Regions from separate parts of the Sus scrofa genome. Here regions 2 and 3 are each linked to region 1. Evidence: chromatin contacts called from public HiChIP or PLAC-seq data. All regions are on one chromosome and are shown on one strand. Each heading gives the region's core, a stretch centred on a gene start, on an enhancer-like site or on the middle of the called end of the contact. The rest is flanking DNA. Distances are from core to core; before and after follow the strand shown. Region 1 has its middle 160 kb from the start of IRF2BP2. Region 2 has its middle 42 kb from the start of TOMM20. Region 3 overlaps LOC106506002 (a long non-coding RNA gene).

Region 1 (2,579 bases), core at 52-2,551:
GATAGAAACTCCAAGAAAGAGGTTTTCTTAAGCCTTTGCCATAGCAATTTCTTTTCTGTCAATGTAAATCTCATATATGACCATGGCTCCCTTTTTCCATTGGCTGCCAGGAAGCTCAGAGTGTAGACTAAAATTTACTGTTCAATGCTAGCAACTATGTCATTGCATTGAGACTAAACGTGACTTTTCCCTCTTACTTCTTTCTTCCCTTGCTCTGGATTTTCTTTATTTCTATATATTTATCATGCTATTGTTTCTCTCTGTGCATCTTTATATGAACCTTGAGTTACTTCAATTCTGTCAAACTTGGAACTTTTGGGGGGGTTAAAGTTTCTCAATATGGATACATTTGAAAGACAGTGGGCTGGATCCTGGAGAAATAAAACTGTGGTCAGTACTGCAATTTCTAGAATTTATTGTGAAACTGAATTTTTGTGACCCTTTGCTATAAGTATTTTACAAGTTTTCATAACTATATATGTATCGCTTTATGGGAAAGCTATTTTCCAAAATTGTTACAAAGGTCATTCTTTGATTAACCAGGAGTAAAGGTAGATGGACGAACCTGGCTGCACTGTCCATTTTGCATGAAAATTTGAAGATCAGTTTTTCCAGTTCATGGACAAATGAACCTAAACATCAAAAACAGAAACTCTAATGTTATTACTCATTTTTTGCAATAGACCAATATATACGTTCCATGTGTTTTCCCTCCCCCTCCCCCCCAAATACATGAACATAACTGAAATGTAATTCATGCAATTATAGGTACTAATCCATGACATCCGTTTGGTACTGAAATATATATTGTATTTTTAATTTTTCTGTTGGGTCTGAAAAAGACTCTCTGCTCTTCTTTTCTAGCTGTTACTCTTGTAGCATTTAGGATTATTATGAAGAATAACATTGTCACAGAGGAGTCGGGGTGGTGACATGTCCTCTCTGGGACTCAGTCTGGGAGGCCTGCTGCTGGGCAGCACTAGGGGCTGAAAAAGGAGCTGCTCATCTGAGTGCTAGTGCCTTTTCTTCTTTTTTTTGGCCCCTGAGCGGCCTCGGTGACACCGCCAGCTTTTTAACCCCGTGAGCCATCAGGGAGCTCCAATTTCTGGCGTCTAGGTGCTCTGTCCTTGTAATGTCCTACATCCTGCTTTCTCAAGGATAAGGCAGGTCTCTGCCCACATTTCCTCAGGCTGGAGCTTTTCAATTTCATCTGCACCGGCCTTTGTTATTGAGGTTAGTCTGCTCATGAGTCCCCCCGGGGCCTGGCCAGGACAGGCTCTGTGCAAGCTGCTTTCTATGCGGTCATCTCCCGGCCAAGGAGCTCCAGGCAGCTGCCCCAGCCCCCACCTCAGCCCAGCCCCTTCTTACTGTGTGGTCCCAAAGCAGGTCACCTCACCTGTCGGTACCTCTGTCAGTAAAACCCAGATAATAATACCTCCCAAATAAAGAAAGGGTTTTCTTTAAGCCCTTTGCGCTCCTTCAATGAGCGCACCCCGGAAGTGTCCAGCGTGGCCTTGGGATGGGGCGCTGCGGGGCCCTGTGATTAGGAAACATGAGCCACTGCTCATTCGGCTTTGTCTGGAATGAATGGGAGCTGCCACAAAGCGCTGGGAACTCTCGGTGACACCGAAACCCCGCCGTAAGCTGGGATTGCCTTACAGTCTCACACAGCACACCAGAAAAGAGCAGCGGGGTTGCCTAACCCAGTCCTAATGAACAACTCTCCTTTGAGTTCTTTGGCCGGGTACAAGGCGTGTAAGTAAGACGTGACCCAGTTACAGGTGGAAGGAGCTGAACCCACACAACCAGCCCCCTGAGCTGGGGGAAGGGCATCGTTCTTTGCAAAAGGCGGCTGCTCCCAGCAGTCAGGCTGGACCAGGCAGGGCTGGGCCTTTCTCTGTGCAGAGGCGGGAGAAGCCCATAGCTCCCATACATGGAATTCCTACCAGGTGTCAAGGACTATGCTGGGGGTGACTTTATGCTAAACCCTCCAGACGGCTGTATTCCACACTCTTAATAGTCTAAAGACAAAACAAACCAAAAACCACCACTAAACTTTATACATGCTTCCTCATGATGACAGCCTACCCATTTGGGCCCACAAACCTAAGCCTGAAATTTTGGCCTGAGGCCTACTCACTGATCCTGAGGCTTTAAGACCACACAGCTTGGGGCTGCAAGCTGCAAAGGGGAGGCCTACTTTTCTCATTCTGATCCAGACCTCCAGAAACGGCCAGCAGCTAGACGCACTTTCCCTCCACATGTGGCCTTGGTTCTGGGTGAAAGTCAAGCCCAACTTTCACCCAGAACTCTCTGATCCCATTTTTTTTTTTTAATTTTTAGGGCCACATCCACAGGATATGGAAATCCCAGGCTAGAGGTCAAATCAGAGCTGCAGCTGCTGGCCTAGACCACAGCCACAGCAACTCAGGATACGAGCTGTACCTGCAACTTACACCACAACTCACGGCAATGCCAGATCCTTAACCCACTGAGCGAGGGCAGGGATTGAACCCACATCCTCATGGATACTAGTTGGGTTTGTTACCACTGAGGCACAGTGGGAACCCCTGATCCCG
Region 2 (2,579 bases), core at 54-2,553, 240 kb before region 1:
GAATCCTTTCATAGCCTGTTCCAGGGGCTATGCCCCCCACCCCGTCCATTCCTGGCTGCGTGCAAAAAGATTAGTGGCCCCCTCTGCCCTCTTTCCTGCCTTCATGCTGCCAATCCTTGCATCCTATTTTCGTATCTTTATCATTCTGTGTGTTGTGGGGGCCTCTAGGGTTCGGGGCAAATTATGGGAGGAGAAAGGGCAGTGAAAAACTTCTAAGGAAATGGGGACCTAAGAGAGAAAGCAGAAGTGCCTGCATTCCTTCTGGCCGCATGACTTGTGTTCCAGAAGAAAGAAGAAACCAGTGCTGCGTGCAAGGAGGCTGCGTGGAGAGGGGTCACTGGAGGTGGGGGCGGGGGGGGGGAAGGGAGGAATGTGCAGAGCGCAGGAAACGGGCTCCCGGGTGGCGGAATCTTGGCATCAGTTTGCGTGGCTTAAAGGCTTTCTGTTCTTGGCTTCCCAGCTGCCGCTGCGTCAAATCCCCCTGTACCGGGTCAAGGGTGGGAGGGGGCGTGGTCCTGGACGACACTCGCTTCATCCGCTGCTTTTGGCCTCTGGTTTTCAGCTCTGGCTGCCTCTTTCTCTGCTTGGGAGATGTGAATGCAGGGCAGACTAGAACATCAGGAGCTGGAGAGCTGAAAGCACAGCCGCCCGCCTCCCTTACACCCCGACCTCAGATTCCCCAGGCTGCCCACCACTGCCGCAGCTCCTTCTTCCAAAGGCAGGAGAAAAACGGCACCTCTTGGGAGGAATGCCCTGTGAGAAAAGCATTTTCCTGGGAGCTCCCATTGTGGCTCAGTGGGTTAAGAACCGGTTAGTATCCATGAGGATGCAGGTTCAATCCTTGGCCTCCATCAGTGGGTTAAAGATCTGGCATTGCTGTGAGCTGTGGTGTAGGTCACAGATGTGGCTCCAATCCTGAGTTGTTGTAGCTGTGGCATAGGCCGGCCGCCAAAGCTCTGATTCAACCCCTAGCCCAGAAACTTCCATGTGCTGCAGGTGCGGTCCGAAAAAAGAAAAAAAGAAAAAGAAAATAAAAAGGAAAGCATTTTCCCCTAACAATGGCCAGGAAATACTGTCTTAACTGATATTCTCTAGGATGAGGATGTGTGCTGCCCTCTTGGCAGAGCCATTTGAAGGTTTATTCAACCACTCAAACGCCCAGGAGACACAGTTCCCAACCTCCCAGAGGCCCACACAACACACACACACACACACACACACACACACACACACCACACACGCACGGGGTTGGCCAACCCTGACTTTGAATGGGGACTGGGCCAGCTCGCCCAGCCCGCCTGCAGGCAGGAGGTCACTCTGCTGACTCAGGCCCAGGCTGGGGCAGGTGCCTGCCTTCAACCCTTGAGTTACATCAGGCTTTTCATCTTCAAAGGGCCTTCCCCGGATTAACCCATTAGTCACCCCCAGGAAAGCCACGGAGCAGGTTATTCTCATCCTCATTAAGGCCGTGGTGGGGTGGGGGGAGGCGTGAGGCCCCGCCCCAGGCCAGGGAGAGCTTGGCGTTGGGTGCAGGGGGGCAGCGTCCCTGGGCGACGTCTCTGCTCGGTCAGGAGGCTGGAGCTCCTGACCAGGCAGCAGCAGGCAGAGCCATGGAGGGGCGAGGGGAGGAGGTTGGAGAGTCTCGGAGATGCAGGCACTTTGACACAGGCTCACCCACTGCGGCTCCACCATCTGCTCCAAGCAGTTCAGAACCCGATGATGTTGATGGGACTCCAACAACCCTACCTTCCAAGCCATCCAGGGATTCGAGAAAGGCGCCTTGGAACACTTCCTGCGTCTGCAGGAGGAGTTCCAATGAATAAAAATGATAAAGTACTGGTCACTAAAGCACCTTGCAGATCAAAAGTGTGATGTGGATGCTGAGAAGGGCGAGGCCCCACATCCCTCCAGGTCATGCTGTGCCGTGGGTTTGTCTTCCTGCTGGGGGAACGATGCAGAAGGTTAGAGAGTTTTAGGAGGTAAGTCTGTGCCCTGGTGACAGAATGAGGAGCAGAAGCACCTTCTGGAAGCCAGACAGCAGAGCAATCCTCTCAGTCAACCTTGTCTGCAGCTGCTTCTTATAAATTTGGCATAAATATGTGCTTGGGAACGCCAGGGCGGCGTATCTGGAAAATATTTTCTACCATTCGAAAACACACACACACACACACACACACACACACACACACACACACGCCTGGAAAGGAAAAAAAACCATAACAGAAATTGTGCATAATACAGAGTGGCTTCACTTGTGGTTTTTTTCCATTACTTCCTCAGTTCATTTTTCTGCTGCCAATTTTAGAAGGCCATAAGTCACAGTTGTTGTTAAACTTTGTCAGTTAAAATGTAACTCTAAGAACAAGTCATGAGACGTTGGAGCCAAGTGGCTTTTTGGAGAGCAGGGCTGGTGGGAGGCAGCCTGTCTCCGCTTCTCAGGTCTTCTGTGCTGTGTGTTAACAGTCGTGCCCATAAGGCAGTCCTGGCCCCCTCGGGCCCAAGTTCTGTCACCGCTCCCAAGGGCCACCTATCAGAGGAAATGAGGCTTTTCAGCGTTGGCTCTGTGTGACTCAGGGACA
Region 3 (2,579 bases), core at 40-2,539, 220 kb after region 1:
TGAAACATAATTCCGTGTCGCATATGGATTCACACCTGACTTTTCAGGAACACCTCTGATGTGTAAAACACATGTGACTATAGTTAGGAGGCGAGTTCGAAAGGTATTGCAGACATCAGCTCCACATTATTTTACTATTTGCAACCCCTTAAGTCAAATATTTGCGAAGTGTTTCAATGCTAATTAGACCAGGCTGATGGTTTATCCCCCTAATGACTCCACGCAGTGGAGAAACCCCGCAGCCTCCCAGCTGAGTTTGCCTTGGCAAAACGGCAGGCGAGGCACCGTTGGATTATACTGCATTTTTAGTGACAGGTTTCTTAAAACAACTCTCCAACCGGCTGCATCACTGATTCCTTTATTTATACAGTTGTCTTAATGCAGATAACAACTATTTTCAGAATAGTTATGAACTCTCAAATTTCTTATGGTGAGATTCCATCTATAAAATCTCATTTTGCAAACTTCCATCTTTCTTCTCAAATCACCCCTGACACTCATGCTTGCCATTTGATCTACCGGGGTCACCAACCTCGAGGTGACAAGGATGCCTTCTTCATCTTTTCAGAACGTTGGGAGGCAGGACTAAAAAGGGGACGGCATAGAGTTTCGGAGGATTGAGCACCCAGGCAATGGAGGTCGGGCGGAGGGAAACTGGTGGCAGGAATGGCCTGGAATAGAGAGAGAGGCACCATGCTTCCCTCGCCCTGGATTCCCAGGCAACTCAAGCCTGGGAAAGGACAGGAGGAAAGGAAGGAGGGAGAGGAAGGAAGGAAGGAAGGAAGGAAGGAAGGGCGGGAGGGAGGGAGGGAAGAAGAGAGGGAGGGGAAGCAAGGAAGAGAAATTACAACAATGGGCAGGGTGGGGATGGGGCGGGGTTGGAACTGGGGATTTGTGCCTGAAGAATCACTGCAAGGGCTACCAGCTGAAGCCCCGCCAGGGCCTCTGACAAAGACACACAGCATCCTCTTGCCTCTTCAAGCCTTTCAGAATGTCTCTGCACTTTTCCAGCAGTAGCAGCTTCCCACTCTTGCATAGCTTCTCATTTGCCAACTCCCAACCCTACCTACCCGTCTCCCTCTACAGTTCTCTCCTTCAAGGTCAAATCCCAGGGCACCTCAGCTTTTCCGTGCCTTTCCCGCGTGGTGAGAGCCACCGCCTGCACAGAACCCCCTGGGGTGGGGAGTGCAGGGGTAGGGATGTGAGCAGCGGGGCAGAGGAAATCTGCTGGGGCCTTGACTTTCTCACACATGTTTCAGATGTGCAGGGGTGTGATTGTAAACAGCGTCTTGGCCGCTGCCAGAGCCGGCCTCTCCACCCCGAGTCCTGTTCCCATCACCCTAGGGGTTCCAGTAATAGGGCGTAAAGCAAACAAAGAAAAACAGTAATCTGGTGTTCCAATTGCATTTTTTGTTTTTAGAAAATGTTAATGATAGGTTATTTGATTACCCTAGGTTTGGCTCTGCCTGCTCTGTATTAAACACATCTGGTATTTAGTAACGATATAAGTAGCAGGAGTTTTTTGGCACTTGAAAATAAGCTCATCCAATGTTGCCATGCAGTTTGGAAACTCGTCAGAGAGGCCAGCCAAACTTGTGGAGATACAAGACTTTTTCTGTAGGCTGGGCAGCCGGCCAGGACAGCTAAAAAATGTGAATTGGCTAAGAACTGCTGCCACGCAAACACTTCTGGAAATTTCTATGCTTGGGCCTGCCAGATCCATTATGCACAACATGAATTACAAGAGTTTCTATCTCTCCAAGCAGTTGCTTTTTGAGTTTAATTCTCCGATGCACTTTATGAAACATACGCACACAACCAAAATGAGAAAAACACCCCCCAAATCCACTACCATTAAAAAAAAAAAGTCTTTCCATTTGGGTTGCCAAGCTCACAACTTTTCCTGAATTAGGAAAAAGAGTCTCAGACTTCAGTTTGAATTACATGAAATTGAACATGTGGGAGGCAACCGAACTTCCTGGAAATTCTAGAAAGGAAGGTCTCCCATCATGGAGACAGCCTTGTATCTAGGTAAGGAAAGTGATACACAATGCAACAAAAGAGCTTGGAAGGGGAAAAACATATGCATCCTAAAACCGGCAGGTCCAGTGAGGGGGCTTTGGGCCTCAATGGGATTTGAAGCAGGCTGGGAAGCAAACCTGTAAGCAGAATGGGCCCCTTCTGTGTGGCGGTAGCAGCTCTGCGAGGAGGGGTCCGGTTCCTCCTTGAGGTTCCTCCTCCGGGTCGCGGAGGCCTGTCAATCACAAGGGCAGGATTTGAGCGGAGGGTGGGCCCAGGAGGGCAGGCCACAGCGGGCGCTGGGGAAGCGGGGGCGGCTGGTGGTGGAATAGGCAGGAGAGAAGCAGCCAACCCCTTGCAGTCAGATCCTGGGTCTGCCCGGGCTTCCCTCCCTTCCAGGGCTTAGAAAGCTTTGCATCATTTCTTTTCTGATTCCAAATCGAGACTTGCCTCTTTCTTGTGATTCAGATGTACTAGATTACTCAGACTCTGCCCAGGATTGTTTTTAAGGGCCTGGAGCTCCACTCCTATTCTCCAGAAACACTGGAATGACATTATTC

The links. HiChIP or PLAC-seq counts read pairs in DNA pulled down with a chosen protein or histone mark.
Region 2: an H3K27ac HiChIP or PLAC-seq map of skeletal muscle shows a contact between it and region 1. The contact joins two enhancer-like sites. A contact is called at or near these places in 1 of 47 Hi-C or Micro-C datasets (embryonic fibroblasts) and 2 of 2 datasets of contacts at active chromatin or transcription factors (alveolar macrophages and skeletal muscle).
Region 3: a contact with region 1 is called in an H3K27ac HiChIP or PLAC-seq map of skeletal muscle. The contact joins two enhancer-like sites. A contact is called at or near these places in 2 of 2 datasets of contacts at active chromatin or transcription factors (alveolar macrophages and skeletal muscle).

Annotation. Positions count from the first base shown.
Region 1 is chr14:56,389,295-56,391,873 of Sscrofa11.1, forward strand. No RefSeq gene overlaps it. Among named protein-coding and RNA genes, the nearest start is that of IRF2BP2, 160 kb to the right of the region's middle. Within about 2 kb of position 1,302, at least 16 of the 83 cell types and tissues checked have an H3K27ac peak or open chromatin away from gene starts, as enhancers often do. A contact at or near this core is called in skeletal muscle, where this site is marked.
Region 2 is chr14:56,153,933-56,156,511 of Sscrofa11.1, forward strand. No RefSeq gene overlaps it. Among named protein-coding and RNA genes, the nearest start is that of TOMM20, 42 kb to the left of the region's middle. Within about 2 kb of position 1,304, at least 54 of the 83 cell types and tissues checked have an H3K27ac peak or open chromatin away from gene starts, as enhancers often do. A contact at or near this core is called in skeletal muscle, where this site is marked.
Region 3 is chr14:56,608,807-56,611,385 of Sscrofa11.1, forward strand. It overlaps LOC106506002 (a long non-coding RNA gene), which reads right to left. Exons shown (of 3, transcript XR_002338684.1): 2 at 2,160-2,579; 3 at 1-671. Among named protein-coding and RNA genes, the nearest start is that of TARBP1, 59 kb to the right of the region's middle. Within about 2 kb of position 1,290, at least 37 of the 83 cell types and tissues checked have an H3K27ac peak or open chromatin away from gene starts, as enhancers often do. A contact at or near this core is called in skeletal muscle, where this site is marked.